Regions from separate parts of the Mus musculus genome. Here region 1 is linked to region 2. A link is a contact called in public Hi-C data. All regions are on one chromosome and are shown on one strand. Each heading gives the region's core, a stretch centred on a gene start, on an enhancer-like site or on the middle of the called end of the contact. The rest is flanking DNA. Distances are from core to core; before and after follow the strand shown.

Region 1 (5,298 bases), core at 813-3,312, 1.0 Mb before region 2:
AGTCAGTAATAATTAATATGCCCTATTTTAATATTAATTTGATTCACACAAATTTTAATAGTCATTGCAGAAAAGGACTTTTCTCTGAAGAATGAAATAGGCCATATAAATTCCACTTAAAAATAATAATTTGTTTGATTTGAGAATAAACTTACGTGCTGCCAAAAAAAAAAAAAAACCAAAAAAACCCCCCAAAAAACAAAAACAAAAACAAAAACAAAAACAAACAAACAAACCTGCTTGGAATAACTAATGAAAAATTTGGTGTAGTGAAAGCAGACTTTTTTTTACTCATAATCTTATAGAAAAAATCAGATATTCTTGACAAGATAAAATTTAAATATCAGCAGATTATTTGAAATTCAACATCTTAAGATTTTAACAAATGGAACAGTGAAAACTATTATCTTAATTAGTCACAGCAATAAAATAAATACCTTATCACTTCATGAATTCCTATCTTCCTTATAGCCCACGTACAGGTATAATTCCAACAGAACATGTTATGTTTTTTTGTAACTTCTGAGACCACAGTGTCACATCCTCTGCTTTGTGCTTCTAGCATGTTCCCAACACAGACATAAGCTTTCTCTTCTGTGTCCCTGAGGAAGAGAAGCCAGTTTTGTTGAGTGTTCCTATGTGAAAGGACACTAAGTAGAATGTTATGGTCTCCCTTGGTCTTTATAAGGATGCTTATCTGCTTCAGAGCTTAACCTTAGCCATTTAAAGAAGTATTTAATCATTCTAGGAATGGAAGCCACCTGCAGTCACAGAGCCATTTATGAGGTGTCTGGTCCCCAGTTCACGCTACATGTCTCCATTCCAAGGCAACCGCAACCATGGAATGCCCCTGCTTCAGGACGTTTGTGCTGATGGTGAAACTTAGGTTCTGAGTACACTCCTACCTCATCCGAGCCAGCTAGGCCATGTGGACTTCCAGGGTTCCCTTTCCACTGCAGATGGGCTTGATAACACACAGAAAGTCTCCTTAGAGCTGTCTACACTCAATTCTACCAGGACCTGACTGAGACAGATGCAGATACTTAAAGCCAGCCATTGGACTGAACCCAGGGACCCCTATGGGAAGAATTGAAGAGAAGAATTGAAAGAGCTGAAGGGGATTGCCATCCCATAGGAAGAACAACAGTACCAACTAACCAGACCCGTCAGAGTTCCCAGGAACTAAACCACCAAACAAGGTCCATGACTCCCACTACATATGTAGCAGAGGACTGCTTTGTCTGGCCTCGGTGGGAGGGGATGCTTTTGGTCCTGTGGAGGCTTGATGCCCCAGAGAAGGGGATACTAGAGGGGTGAGGTGGGAGTGGAAACACCCTCTTAGAGGCAAAGGGGAGGAGGGAAGAGGGAGGGGGACGTGCTCACGGAGAGGGGGTCCGGAAGAGGAACAACACTTAAAATGTAAATAAATAAAATAATTAATAAAAAATGAAGGTCATCCTATGTTTAAAACATCTGAATGAGACTCAACTACTAATTTTAAAAAGAAACTACCTGACTTCAGGGCTATAGGAGACAAATGGTCATCATAGGATGATGGGTTAGACAAGAGTCGCGGCAGGAAATGAGAGATCTTAAGCCATCCCAGCCCTGCGGATGCACCACAGATGCCTGAACCTGGATACAGGAGATGCAGCATCTTTGGCATGGGAACCATGTGACCATAAGAGATCCAAGGAATACACAAGCATCACCCAAAATGGAGTCCAAAAATACACAGCTGGTTGCGGTCCTGAGAAGCCTTTGATGACAAAGTGTAGAAGGTACATCTGGCTCTCCTCCCAGCCCCATGCTCCCAGAAATAAGACTCAGACTCAAGATAGATTTACCAGTACCTTGGCCAGATAGCTAGGTTCTTCTCTGACTATATCACAACTTAAAATAACCCATTTATTCTAATCTACATCCTGCCACATGGCTGACTACCTGTGCTCAGGTACCATGCATTTGTCTCCTTACATCTTCAGGTGCCTGGCTCTATCCCAGAATTCTTTCTGCTCCTCCGTGTTCCACTTTCTATTTCCTGCTCTGTGGTGGTGGCCATCAACCCTCTCAGTCTCACGTGAGCGGACTACACAGCTTCCTCCGCAGAAGCCACTAAGTAAACACCTCTAGAAGAACGATCTATTATTAGCAAAATGCTAATCTGTTAGGAGCAAAATCAGAAGTCCTCCGCGTTGCCTGGGTGCGTTAAGACATTAGCAAACATCTTGTGAGTGGCTCTAATGAGAAAAGAGGGTCAGATAACACGATACCAACCCAGCTGACAAACGAGTGTGTGAGAATGAGGGCAGAGCCTGGTCCCAACCATTGTCTTCTGTGAACACTGCATCTGGGTGGGACACTAGGGTGAGGGTGCCAGAGAAACACTAGTTAGAGACCTGGATTCACTGGGAGAGAAAGCAGAACATATCTGTACTTTTAGATGTATTAAATGCCCAAGAATGCATCCTCGATTCTATATGCAAAACTGTGACGCAATCCAGAAAGTGAAGGTAATCAGACATTTGCCAGAGTCTGTGATCTTCAACACTAATTTTGGCAGAGATTAGCGTTGACATTTCAACACATGTTGATTTTCAAGAATAAGATCTTAAAGGGGATTTCTTATTTATCACATTTTAATTAAGTACATATTACCAGACAAGTTACCAAACAATTTAATTTTCACAATAATCCATGCTGTTGGCTGTCCTATAAAGTACAGTGGCGTTGCAACACCTCTCATCATGCATTATTGAAAATGACTTAATGACACACATCTAAAAATATATGTCAAAAGAGCAGAAGGGCACGGGAGAGAAGGCTTAGTTAGCACTGTGTTTGCCTTGAACCCAAAACTCCAGAACCCAAACAAGAAGGAGGGGTGTGACAGCATGTGACTATAGTCACAGCTCTGGGGGAGGGGGGTGGCAGAGACAGGTGGCAGAGACAGGTGGCAGAGACAGGTGGCAGAGACAGGTGGGCAGAGACAGGTGGCAGAGACAGGTGGGCAGAGACAGGTGGGCAGAGACAGGTGGGCAGAGACAGGTGGGCAGAGACAGGTGGCAGAGACAGGTGGGCAGAGACAGGTGGCAGAGACAGGTGGCAGAGACAGGTGGCAGAGACAGGTGGGCCTAGGGTTGCTGGGCAGACTTGTCTGCTTCTTGGTTTCTGGCCAGTAAGAGCCCCTCACTTAGAGAGAGAGAGAGAGAGAGAGAGAGAGAGAGAGAGAGAGAGAGAGAGAGAGAGTGTGTGTGTGTGAAACCTGAAGCATGACACCTTAGGGTATCCTCTGACCTGCACAGGCAGCCACAGACTCCAGAGAATATAAACACTTTCACTTGATTTTTCTCTTTCTTTCTTTCTTTCTTTCTTTCTTTCTTTCTTTCTTTCTTTCTTCCTTCCTTTCTTTCTTTTTTTTGTTTTTTTGTTTGTTTGTTTGTTTGTTTTTTTTTCGAGACAGGGTTTCTCTGTGTAGCCCTGGCTATCCTGGAACTCACTTTGTAGACCAGGCTGGCCTCGAACTCATTAATCCGCCTGCCTCTGCCTCCCATAGTACTAGAATTAAAGGCGTGTGCCACCACGCCCAACTCACTTGATATTTTCACTTGAGCCACACACACATACACACGCACACGCACACACACACAAATGGAAAACCTAACACTAACTTTCAACCCATTCCTATTACTGAAAACCTCCATGCCTTGAAACCACACCTTTAGCAACGTTGACTAGTCCCTCCTTCCATAAGAAGTGCTGCACATGGCACAATGGACCTTATTTGCACTTTTCCAAAGCCTGGCTAGAAACCGCTGGTTCTTGATTCTTGTTCTCAAGTTTAACAGCTCCATTTATGAAGGCAAAACCCGAGTCCATTAAATAGCTATTGCCTCTATGTAAGATCCTGAAACTAGCCTTAAAACATAAAGATGCAGTGCTAAGAACACAGTACTCAAGCCCCATGAATTCCTTCAAGCACAGGGCTGTATTCTCTTGCTTTCTGGCATGACTATTCCAGAAGTGATCTCTTCAGTTTGCCTACAGATTCACCATATCTGTGTCTCTAACATGTTTTGTCTCCTGGAGACTTTATTTCTTCTATGCAAGGACATCATTTGACAGGAACTCCTAAGGCTTGAAGAAAAATAAAACAAGGGAAATAATTAAATTGGTTAGTTCACTGGACATGCCTTTAACTCCAATACTCAGGGGGGATAAACAGAGACGAAAGAGTTCAATTGACAGCCTTGGGTACATAAGAGCCATGCCTGAACAAACACACAAGTAAATGCGTAACAATAATAAATAAATAAGCAAATAAATAAATAAATAGGTGGACAACAAATGTAAATTTGAGCTCTGCTCCGTAATTGTGCCAAATCTTGCAAATCTTTGCAGTTGTGCCTTAGCACTCAAGGTGGACTTGTTCCCAGATCTTGAAGACACCAAGCTCTGCAGGCGTTCACCTTCTTTATATATAAAAAAAATGGGCTGGTGTTTCTATGTAACCTGTGCATATCCTTCCATACAGTCTGAGTCATCTGTAGATTATTTGAAAGGAATACAATGCAAACACTGAATCATTAAAGCTTATTGTTTAAAGAACAATTACAAAATGGGGGCCGGAAGGAGTGGGGGGACCCAAGCTTATACCTATGGCATGTTTGTGGCCCAAAATTCACACTGAAACCCAAGTGTTAAAATGATAGCAAAAGAGGTGTGACCTTAGGAAGATGAGCAGTTCATGAGGACAGAACCGTTGTGACTAGAATTAGTTTTCTTACATACACAGCCCACTGAGCTACCAAACCCATGCAATAGTCAGTTACAGTGAGACATCTCTATGTACAGGGGCCCTTCCCGATACCTCAACCATGCTGGCACAGTGATCACAGACTTCCTGCTTGCAGGGAGGCAGGCAAGCCATTTCTGTTGTGCCCAGATCACAGTTTAAGATGCCTGATTAGAGCAGATTAAGGCACACTGTAACTGGTTTTGCAGAACAGGAAACTGTGACTAAAGAAGGTTAAATAATTTCCTGAGAATGTGCAGTAAGTAGGAGTCAAAGTCACAGCCATGCCCTTTCTCCTCTGGGTATCTTGCCAGGTCTCTTTATCCACTGACATTTCCATGAGACAATCAATGTCACTCATTAGGCGTAACACTGGGCTTGGGGGAGTGAATTACACAACCATGAGAGTGTTCACTGGCCTTTTTGTACAGGAAAGGAACTATATCTCTTAGAATAACAATATCTTAAATTAAGACAAAAGTTTATCTTACACAGAGACTAGG
Region 2 (5,261 bases), core at 2,097-4,596:
GTAAAGCATTCTAAATAGTTCTTGGGCTATAATTTATGATTACTGTATAGGTGAAAAAACTGAGACTCGGGTACTACTTGACAAATTACAGACATAATTCAAGGCAAGCTGGGGGCTCCAGATTCAAGACGGATTTCAAGTCAAGTGAAGTCCTTCTGTTTAGCCTTGGCTTTTATGGCTAAGAGCAGTGATTCATTCTAAGCAAAAGGAGGCAGCAGGATGGTCAAAACCAAGTTGTATTCTTTCTAGGAATAAAATAGAACACTCCTGTCTCCTTTTCAGCATGCGTTTTAGCGCTTTCAGTGCTCAGAGTACGGTCTAGTTTGTGACTCCTCTTCAAACTGTATAACTTCTTCCCATTTATGCACTATATGGATTTCAACCTCTGATCTCACTCTCCACACTGTTACCAATGCGGAGTTTCATGATAAGGGAAGTGCGTCTGATTTCACATACTTTAGCAACAAGTTCAATCTGCCTTCACAGTATTGGTGATGGAATTTCCACGTATAAGCATGTTTTCTTTGTTGCCTGATTATGACAAATACTATTTGACACCTTAGAGTGGATGAAATTCTTAGAAATACCCCCCTGAAAGCAGGGGTTGAAAACAGAAAACTTTTGAATATTAAAGCAGGGGTACCAGAAGGATGTAACTGGTTTGGTTGTTCCATGGCAGTGGACTGCAGCCCTCATGTTCTAACCAATGATGCCTATGGACACTATTGCATTCAGAAATGAGCCTTTGCAGACCTCCCTGAGCTAAGAGGTGGTCAGAATGGCTAGTTTCTTAACAAGAGACAAGAGTATGGGCTGGGATGGCTCAGAAGGTAAGAAGACCTATTACTTTTGCTTGAGGACTCACACTGGGTTACCAGCACCCATGCTGGGTGTCTCACACCCACCTGCAATGCTAGCTCCAGGTGAGCTGATGATTTGTCTGGATCACACAGATACCTGTGCCACACAGACACCTGTGCCACATAGACACCTGTGCCACACAGACACCTGTGCCACACAGACACCTGTGCCACATAGAAACCTGTGCCACATAGACACCTGTGCCACACAGACACCTGTGCCACATAGAAACCTGTGCCACATAGAAACCTGTGCCACATAGACACCTGCGCCACATAGACACCTGCACCACACAGACACCTGCACCACACAGACATCTTCACCATACAGATACCTGTGCCACACAGACACCTGCACCATACAGACACCTTCACCACACAGACACCTGTGCCACACAGACACCTGTGCCACACAGACACCTGTGCCACACAGACACCTTTACCACACAGACACCTGCGCCACACAGACACCTTTACCACACAGACACCTGTGCCACACAGACAACTGCGCCACACAGAGATCTGTGCTACACAGGTACCTGCAACGCTTAGACACAGGTGCCTGTGTAGCACAGGCACCTGTAACACTCAGACACACACACACACACACACACACACACACACACACACACACACACACAGAGTGAGAGAGAGAATTTAAAATAAATCTTTTAAATAAAAGAAAGGCAGGTCTCTTTGGATCCAGATGAGAGGAAGCACAGGGAAGGGGTTGACACGATAATGAAGCACGACTGAAATGCTGCAGCCAAGCCTAAGAGGGCAGGCATTGCCGCAGCCACCAGAGGCAGGGGCCAGGCAAAGGATTTCTGTGGAGTGTGGCCTTGGCAACCACATCTGAATGTCAGACCTCTTGCAGCAAGGACTGTGAAGGAACAAATCCCTGACATTGGTTTCTGTTGCCACAGACATAGGAGCCTAGTCTACCTGCTTCCCACACAGGCTTCTGTTTTAGGTATATCCCATGGGATCATTTGGAGCTTGAAGTTTAACTAGATACTTCTTGCTGATGAACAGTCTTCAACTTGTGTTCTAGTAGTATATCCCATTGCCTCTACCTTTGTAACAGTCTTATTTATGTGCCTTTGACAATGGGACTGCCCCACCTTGCAGACTGTAGAGTTTTCCCCATCCCACCTAGTCCTCAGAGGAAAGACAAACACTTTATACTTTGTTGTTTCACCAGAGCTTTCAGGCTTTGTATTTATATCATCAGGGAAAAGAATCATTTTATATACTATATAGCAATGTGCTAAATAGTAACAAGGACACAGTTCTTGCCCTCTCCCCCTCCCCCTCCCTCTGTCCCCCCCACCCCCACTCTCTCTCACAGAGGTCTGTGTTTGTCACTTTCTGTCACTCAGCGCTTGGCTTTGTTAGTTATCCAATGAGTTCCAGGTCCAACTGTCCGCTGAGGTTACAGATACCCCCACCTGCAGGAATGCTAAAGATCCCAACGACCACTCTGTTGAGTCATTTCCCAGGCCCGTAGGTTACAATTTCTAATGTCCCATAAATAATAACAACCATCGTTGTCTTCCATCTATAGGAAGCCTCTGAACTCTAGATGGCAAAACGGTCTCTACAATTTAATGATATAGCTTTAAGGTTGATTACAGGGCTCTTTAAGGTCACTTAAAGACTCTCTAATATACAGTGTGGGGGGGGGCACCTGTGTTTCCCTCAACAACATCCCACTGAGAGGGTTTTTTATAACTTCATAAGTGGAACGCTGAGCGGAGGGTTAAGTACCAAAATAAAACTGCATGCTCACTACCTGATTGATCCCTGGCCTTTCAAAGTTGTATTTCCACTTGAACTCAGTAGTGAGACCCCCGAACTCTAAAATAGGTTTAAGTCAAAACTCACTTGGGAGCTACCTAGCCCCAGGCTGTCATTCCTGGCCCATGGAGGCACTTTGCCCAAAGAATAAAGACGCTCAAATGCTCGCAAACGGTCATCAGTGGGAGGCCTCTCCAGAAAAATAACCTCCCTTGAGCCGGATAAGGATTTATGAGCTGTGAACCAACACTGCGGGTCTCACTGTCGCTCTAATTCCATCCACAGCGATGATCACACAGGCCGGACAATGCGCTGTGGCTGAAATAATCGAGCGGATTGAAGACTTCATCCAGACCCAATATAAATTCATGGTTCTCTGGAGAGAACCTCAGCTACGATCTCGAAATTCCTGTCCGCTCTATGGAGCGATCTGAGTGTAGCCGAGACCCCCAGAGGAGGGAACAAGCAGATGAGATTGACTTTTGTGCCCAGCGCGTGGGGACCAGGCCGGTCTCCCGTGGCCTCCAGCTGTCCGGGCCTGCCCTTGGGCTGCGGGCGCCTCCCGGGGGCGTCGCGGCCGCCGCGGGGCTTGGGGTTCGGGGCGCCGGGTCGGGGCGCGCGGGCTTCCCCCACCCCCGGAGGCGACCCCACCTCCCGCCCCCGCTGTGCGCGCGCGCGTGGGTCCGTCCGTCTGTCTGCTCTCTCTCGACGTCAGTGGGAATTTCCAGCCAGGAAGTGAGAGAGTGAGCGAGAGAGGACGAGAGAGAAGTACCGAGGCGAGCCGGGCAGGAAGAGGAGGTTTCGCCACCCGAGCAGCCCGGCTGCGCGCTGACGGCTTCCCGTGCCCTGCGCGCCCCCGGCCTGCCGCCGCCGCCGCCGCCGCCGCCGCCCTCGGCCTGCTCGCGGGCCGGCTCTAGCAGCGCAGGCCGGAGCTCAGGGCCCCGCCGCGCCCGGCCCGCCCCGCGCTTCTCCGCCCGCGCCGCAGCCATGGCGCGCCGCTGAGCCGCCCGCCCGCCCGCCCGCGCCCCGACCCGGCTCGGGCTCCCGCCGGTCCGCGCCGCTCCGCAGCGGGAGCCCGCAGGCGAGGAGAGGCCGCGCCGCATCTCCAGGGTAAGCCCCGGGGCAGGTAGAGGAACGGAGCCGCCAGCTCTCCGCACCACGGTGCAGCGGGTCCCACTGGCTCGAAGCTCCCGGGGTTCGGGGGGGGACTAGGGGAGAGCCCCAAGCAGGAGTCGCGGATCGAGCGGCCCCGGCTGCGGGGAAAGGGCACATCCGCACTGGGCGGCCCCGAGGCCTTGCGGGCCGGCTGGCGGGGCCCTCGGCGTCTCCGCGGGCGGGAACGGGAAGCGGAGAGGAACTCTTGCAAAGTTTTAGAAAGATGTACCCAAGCCCCTGCGGCGGGGTTGGGGTGGGGTGGTGGCGGCCAGGCTGAGGTCCGCCACCGGCCTAGGACAGATAGAAAGGTGCTTGGTGCAGTGCACAGCCAGATTTCACCAAAGGGCGGTCAGTGAAATGAAAGCAGAAGTGCCTGTCAGTCCTCCTGGCTGGCAAAGCCCTTCCCAGCTCCTAAGAATCAGTCCCTCGGGAGAACCTGGGGCCCACTTACCAATCTGAGATAGACACCCCCCCCTCCCCATACACACACATATCATGCATTCAGCTGCCAAATCTCAACTTTGATTTTCAAAATAATAAGGAGGGCCTCACACCGATTCTCCAGGGCTGGCATTTGAGAGAGAAATTACCTACTAATAGCACCTTTCAGACTTTTGATTACGGGGAAACTCTAGGATAATGGCACCATGTTTTGTGCCTGACCTCCAAAACAGAAAACGATACAAACATGACGCCTCTGCTACATGTAGGCTTCCTTCGGTCTTCTGAGACAGACACCAATCTTGGCTCTGTTTATGGGTCGAGTCTAAAACTTAAGTGGGACAAATGATAAAAAGATTTCATCATCTAGATTTAATCTGTTTTGTTTTTTTAATGAACTTTTAAAAGTAAAGGCCAACACTGCAGCTTTCTAAGTAAGCATATTTAACTAAAATTTTTGTTGTTTTAGGGCTGAGAACAACTTGTGGTGTTTATTAACATTTGATGGCTATGGCATCAAATACTGGGGCTCAGACTGGTGGTTAGTACTAAAGATGGAGATGGTGATAGAGTTGGGTGGCTTTCTAGAGGACTCTTCAGCTGATTGTTCTTGGGTGGCAAAAAAAAAATGCATTAATGTTCGTCAGACCTTAAAAAGAGAAACTTGATTAAAGTAAGGTCCTTGCTGAAGTGGGTTTTTTTCCCCCTGATTTTAATATTGCGCTTTCTAGAGATGGAACCTCTTGCTGTTTGATGCACGAAAAAAATATGTAAATTATTTACATCGAAGTCCTTTGCTTTGCATATGAACTTGAGAGGCCTGGAATTTAAAAAGCTGTGCTTCCTGTTGCATTTAACATTTCTCACCCCACTGGATGACTACAAGAACACACATATTGATGGGAATGTGAACTCGGCAACTCTGGTCCCTGTTGATACTTCTGGGAGTCTCTTGCTAGCTTAGAGAAAATGTCTTCTTGGCTTAAGACACTGAGTAAACTTGAA

What was found. A called contact is a pair of places that touch in the nucleus more often than the background predicts.
Region 1: a contact with region 2 is called in a Hi-C map of B cells, with 11 read pairs. The contact joins the enhancer-like site here to the promoter of Nfkb1 in region 2. A contact is called at or near these places in 3 of 39 promoter capture datasets (liver, neutrophils and pre-B cells), 1 of 484 Hi-C or Micro-C datasets (B cells) and 3 of 115 datasets of contacts at active chromatin or transcription factors (microglia, stem cell-derived neural progenitor cells and thymic regulatory T cells).

Annotation. Positions count from the first base shown.
Region 1 is chr3:136,697,630-136,702,927 of GRCm38.p6, reverse strand. All of the region lies in intron 1 of Ppp3ca (protein phosphatase 3, catalytic subunit, alpha isoform), which reads right to left. Among named protein-coding and RNA genes, the nearest start is that of Ppp3ca, 30 kb to the right of the region's middle. Within about 2 kb of position 2,062, at least 42 of the 459 cell types and tissues checked have an H3K27ac peak or open chromatin away from gene starts, as enhancers often do. A contact at or near this core is called in B cells, where this site is marked.
Region 2 is chr3:135,689,632-135,694,892 of GRCm38.p6, reverse strand. It overlaps Nfkb1 (nuclear factor of kappa light polypeptide gene enhancer in B cells 1, p105), which reads left to right and starts at 3,346. Exons shown (of 25, transcript NM_008689.2): 1 at 3,346-3,770.